Linked DNA regions of Cricetulus griseus: region 2 is linked to region 1. The links are chromatin contacts, called in public Micro-C maps. All regions are on one chromosome and are shown on one strand. Each heading gives the region's core, a stretch centred on a gene start, on an enhancer-like site or on the middle of the called end of the contact. The rest is flanking DNA. Distances are from core to core; before and after follow the strand shown. Region 1 overlaps Bahcc1 (BAH and coiled-coil domain-containing protein 1). Region 2 holds the start of P4hb (prolyl 4-hydroxylase subunit beta).

Region 1 (2,700 bases), core at 62-2,561:
CAAAAGATTCAGGGAAGCCAAGTAAAGCAAGGCTGAGCGAAGCTGGGCTGCGAGCCTTGTCAGTGACTTCACTGTGACACTGTGAGAGCCCTGATGCCTGGCCATGGTTATATGTCCAGAGCAGCAGACATACAGAGCCCCACCCAGGCCCACCTAGTTTGTTCTATACTGTGGGGAAATGCCTGCCTGCCTGCCTGCCTGCCTGCCTGCCTGCCTGCCTGCCTGCCTGCCTGCCTGCAGAACATCTCTGAGTTGATCAGTCCTTCAGGTTTCCCAGTTCACCCCCAGGGAGGCTCTGCCTAATGCTCGCAGAGGCCCCGGGGCGCCCCAACCCCGTGCACCCACAGCTGGCCTTTAGATTCATACTGAGTTGACTGACAATCTAGTCCCTCATATGGATAACTTTAGTCTGATCCAATCTCCTGAAAGATCCCTCACCCCATTTAACAGAGAAAGCTAGCTGCCTGAGCTGGAGAAGACATAAGTTCCCCTCCCCATATCTTAGCAGCTGTCTTGGTGACAACAGTGGTAGGGTCAGTAACTACCAGCAGCCAAGACTCCTTGGCTGGTTTGATGGAGGTCCAGGTCTCCAAGCTCCTGTCAGGCCTGATGGGAGGAACCAGCCAAGAAGCCACAACCCTAGGGGCTGGTGACTCTGAGTCTCCAGCTCTGAGCTTCCCAAGAGAAGCCTGTGCAACCCTGCCGCTCTTTCCTTTTTAAAAATATCTTAGATGTACTGATTCTGTTTTACATGTATGAGTATTTTGCCTGCATGTGTGCCTGGTACCCTCTGAGATCAGAAGTGGGTGTTGGGCTCCCTGGAAATGGAGTTGTGGATGGTTGTGAACCACTCTGTTGGTGCTGGGAATTGAGCCCTGGTCCTCTGCAAGAACAGCCAGTGTTCTTTACCCCTGAGCCATCTCTCCAGCACCCAGTGCTACAGCTTTTGTGCCCCTTCCCAAGGCTTGCTGTCAGGGCTCAGCCTTTGCTCTTGCAGACTGGGACCTCAGGAGTCAGGGGAGAAGGAAAAGGGTAACAAGAGCCCAATGTCAGCAGGGTGGGATCAGCTCTAGGCTGTGGTTAGTGTTATTATGTCATGTAGGCACAGCCCTTTAGACCCTTGGCTGCCTCTGAGGGACAGACAAGGGGCCTGCTTAGTACGACTCAGTTGCCAGGTAGCAGTTAGGGCTGAGGCCTTGTACACAGTGTGGCATGTCAGGGACTTTGTGGCCAGCGGCATAAGATGCTGTGTTCCTGTAGAGAGGCCAGTTGAGGGGAGAGACCCGTGGTTTCCAACAAGTGGGAACCGGCTGCATCCCAGCTTCAGCTACCTAGAGTATGAGTCACCCAGACCAGCTGTGGTACTGCACAACTCTACCAAGACCATCTGCTTTTCTGGTGCCTGTGAAGGGTGCAGGCTGGAGGCCCTGTCTGGTTTGGCTCTCCCTTGGCTGAGAACTCACGGAGAGTCCATGCTGCACCCCTCCTTTCAAGCCGCTTCTCCAAGCCCCTTTGTTGCCTGGCCTGGAAGCTCCTATCACACCAAGCATTGCTGGGAGGGAACCAAAGGCAGCCCCCCCCCCTCCAGCCCCTAACCCACCAGCAATTCAATTTGTGCTGCACTGGAGGGATGGTATTAGTCGAGTCAGAGTTAATATGATGTATTGATGGGTTGATTTCCCACTGGCGGGCTGCGAGCAGGCTCTGTGGGGTGTTGCTCCTGGGCTGCCTGCTTCTTGCCTCCTTGGGGTCAGGGTGGTAAGGGCCAGGGAGCTGAGAGCTGTCTCTGCAACCAGTGCTTTGCTTCCCTAGCTCCTGCGTACCCCAGATTTTCGGGGAGTCTGGCATCTACCTTCCTACCCGTGAGCCACTTGGATCACCATGGAAACAGCAATGTTCTCTATGGGCAACATCGTTTCTATGGAACCCAAAAAGGCAAGTGCTGTGGGGTTTGGTGTAGGGTACAGCGCATGCTGAGGGTGAGCTTGAGGGGTACCAGTGAAAGCCACCCACTAGGTGAGCCCTCCTCCCCAGACTAGGTGGGGCCCAGAGGAGGACAGCCTAGCACCACTGCCAGGTGCGGGTGCAGTGTCTGGTTGAGGGCATTCTGAAGCAACCATGCTGACCCACAAGGTCTCTTTACCTGCCCTTAGAACGGAGGATCAGGGCAGGAAGTGTTGGGGCGGGGGTGGGTACAGGAACTGCACTCCTGACTTCCTCTTAGGCCTGAGCCAGTTCTAGACTGCCAGGAGCCCCTGCCCCAGCCCTGTCCCGTGCATGAGGTAGTTCCTCAAGCAGACATTGCAGGAGCAGTGATTGAGCTTCCTCCTGGCTAGAGGTGGTGATGTTAAAGCCAGAGATTTCCGTCCCTGTCACTAGATGAAGGTGCTTTGCTTTTGAGGGGCTGTTTGCTTTTGGGGACATTCTTCTGTGGTGTGGGCTGGCATTGGAGTAGTGGCCCCACTTCAGTTTCAGGTGGCCCCATGATGAGATAAGACATAAACCCAGACATGGTGTCCTGTAAGGCCGGAGTTAGTGGTGTCAGGAAATGCGTACCAGGACAGAAGGGTGTATTCCTAATGGCCCTAGTTTTCCAGCCCGGGCTGTGGGAGGGACCACTTGAGTAAGTACTGTTAAAGGAGGTAAACCCAGATTAGAGATGGAGGTTAGGGGCCTTGGGGGTAGTGCTAGACATAGGTG
Region 2 (2,940 bases), core at 177-2,676, 280 kb after region 1:
CCAGGGTCCTCTGGAAGCCTCTCAAAGGTGCCCTACCTCTCAGACACACATCTGCTTAGCTACCAAAGCCCACACAATCGTTAAAGGGCAGAGCTAGGGTCACACCTGTATACTCCTTAGGGGACTCTGTGTCTCCATTCTTGAAGAACTTGATTGTAGGGTAGCCACGGACGCCATACTGCTGAGCCAGGTCAGACTCTTCGGTGGCGTCCACCTTGGCCAGTCGAATCTCAGAGCCTTCGGCCTTCAGCTTTGCAGCAGCTTTGGCATATTCGGGGGCCAGAGCTTTGCAGTGGCCACACCATGGGGCATCTGAAAAAGAAAGCAGGACACTGGAAGACAGTCCTTGACCCAGGTCTATGGCTTCCCTTTCTACTTTGTACTTCCTTTCATAAAAACCTTATCAGCACACCAAGATAACCCCTCTTAACGAATACCTGAGACCGAGCTGATAGCTGGTGCTCTTGGGCAATATCAGATCAGGACAGAGGCCACGAGTGACAAACCAACTCCAACCCTACTTTGCCCTGTGACCACCAACACAGCAAAACAGTCCTGACTTGTAACCTCCCACTGCCCCCAGCAATCAGGGTCAATGTATCCCTAAGATTTCCCATTAAGAATCCAGGGAAGGTTAAAAGGTTGCTGGCTCAGCACTATACCTAGCAAGAACGAGCCCAGATGCCTATCCGAAGCTACTCTTTCTGGTGTGAAAATGTGACAATCTGTCAAGGCAGCTTGGCAGCTGTGCTGGAGTTCACATACTTGTAAACAGAAGTAAGGCTTAGGACCTGGCCTGCTTCCCAGTGAGGAGGATGAGGCAGGTTACACGCAGGGTGGGCACAGTTAATGGGGCTGGACCTGTTCTATCGGAATTGCTACTGCACACACAGCCCATCCTGTTTTTTCCCAGCTAACAAGGATCGGGCCATGTGGACGTCGGGCATAAAGACACCTTCCTGCCTCTCGGCCTCTCAGTCATCCTCCAGGAGCCCTGGACACAGCGATTTCCACTTTAGGTAGAAGGATGCTCTCTGGGCGGCTACAAGAAGCCAAGCTGACAGAGGGTGCTCCCGGAGAGCAGCAGCCGGGGACCCGCCAGCCTGAGCTCCGCGGGGCAAGCCGGGATCTCCGGGCCACTGCACCGAGAGCGGCCGGGCGCACAGGGCAGCGCTGGGCGCCGCGGAGGGCGGCCTGAGCTGCGGTCGGGGCCCGGGGCCCTGCCCGCCCCGGCCCGCGGCTCACTCACAGAACTCCACCAGCAGGTAGTTGTGTGCCGCCAGCGCCTCCTTGAAGTTGCTCTTCTTCAGCACCAGGACGTTGTCCTCCTCCTCCGGGGCGTCGGCGCCCACCCTGGCCACCCAGGCCAGGGCCAGGCACAGCAGGGAACGGCTCAGCATGTCGGACGTCGGCAGCGGGCGGGGCGGTTGGGTTGGCGCCGCCGGGACAGCCAAGGCGACGAGAGCGCGCCTGGGTCCGGACCTCGCCTTTATAAATCCTGGGCCGGGGACGCGCCCACACCGCCCCCTCGCCGCGCGCGCCAGCCGCCGCGCGCACGCGCGCCGCCCCGCCGTCTGATTGGCCGAGGCGCTGAGAGGCCCACCCTCTCCGCGCGAGGACTGGACACCCACTCGAGGCGGGCCGCGGAGCCCGGAAGGACCCGGAGGCCCTGCCGTCCTCGCCCGGGATTGGCCCGCAGCGCGCGCGCGCGCGCTCACACGCCGCGTTCCCCAGCCTCTGATTGGCTGGCCGAGGCGAACTTTCTCTTTCTGGACTTGTGACTGGCGACTTTTCCCACGCCTTCCCCACGCCCGGAGGGGCCGCCGCTGGCCACGGCCCGGCCCGGCGGCTCCTGATTGGCCGAGAGATGCGCGCACCCTGCGCGGTTCTTCGTCGAACGTGGCAGGGGGCGGAGTCCCGGGCCCCTGGGTGGAGCTGCGCCTGCGCCCCCGAAGCCCCTCGTGTTGCATTCTGACTGGACCGCGTTTCCGTACTGGCCCCGCCCCCGCGACGCCGCCCGGAAGCCAGAGCCAGGTGGCGCAATTTCCTGTCTGCGTGCGGCCCGTGCGGCTCCTGCCCGGGCGCGGGGTCCCTTGTCGCCCGCCAGTGGGCGTCCCCGCAGGCCGCGGGCACGTTTCCCGGCGCGGAGCGGTCCGAGGCTCCGTCCGCGGCAATGGAGAAAGCCCCTCGCCAGACTGGGTTGACTGCGCGTGGAAACGGCGGCTGTGTGTTGGTTTGGGCTGAACAATGGAAAGTTTGGCGTCTGTGAAACCAGCCTTTAGGTCACGTACGAGACTCACATCTTAATCGCGACTTAGTCCAGAGTAATCGTTACTCCCCGTCTCCTTTTGGGTTTGGGTCTCTCTTGCCCCGACTTGCTTGCAACTCCTACTGGCCTCGAACTTGAAGCGATGGATGCTTTCCAAGCTCTGCCCCAGCCTGCCGAGTGCTGTGGTTGCAGTTGTGTGCACCCTTCTCCTTCCTTACTGCCCGACGCCTGTCACCAGACTTGTGCGCGCGCACACACACACACACCCCGAGTACCCCGAGTGTTCTACTCGCTCCCATCTAGCATCCTCTCGGTTTTGCCCCTTCCTTCCTTCCTTCCTTCCTTCCTTCCTTCCTTCCTTCCTTCCTGTTTCTAGACAGACAGGGTTTCTCTGTAACAGCCCTGGCTGGCCTGGCACTCCCTCTGGAGACCGGGCTGGCGTCGAACTCAGAGATCCACCTGCCTCTGCCTCCCGAGTGCTGGGATTAAAGGTGTGCGCCACCACCACCGCCCAGCTTTTTGCACTTCTTACTATAAAAACAATCCTGATAGTGAAGGGTCATTAGGAAAGGGAACCACTCCCATATCCATATTAAGTATATGCCGTGACTAATAATCTAATAATATACTACTCTCAGAAACGGTGGAGACCGAAATGTGCCTTTGGGTTT

Evidence for each region. A called contact is a pair of places that touch in the nucleus more often than the background predicts.
Region 2: a Micro-C map of the CHO-K1 cell line shows a contact between it and region 1, with 3 times the contacts expected there. The contact joins the promoter of P4hb here to the enhancer-like site in region 1. A contact is called at or near these places in 2 of 8 Hi-C or Micro-C datasets (both in the CHO-K1 cell line).

What each region holds. Positions count from the first base shown.
Region 1 is chr7:132,775,575-132,778,274 of CriGri-PICRH-1.0, forward strand. It overlaps Bahcc1 (BAH and coiled-coil domain-containing protein 1), which reads left to right. Exons shown (of 29, transcript XR_004770886.1): 4 at 1,813-1,935. Among named protein-coding and RNA genes, the nearest start is that of Bahcc1, 35 kb to the left of the region's middle. Within about 2 kb of position 1,312, at least 2 of the 6 cell types and tissues checked have open chromatin away from gene starts, as enhancers often do. A contact at or near this core is called in the CHO-K1 cell line, where this site is marked.
Region 2 is chr7:133,060,443-133,063,382 of CriGri-PICRH-1.0, forward strand. P4hb (prolyl 4-hydroxylase subunit beta) reads right to left here and starts at 1,427. Exons shown (of 11, transcript NM_001246693.2): 1 at 1,250-1,427; 2 at 106-312. The coding sequence starts at 1,400.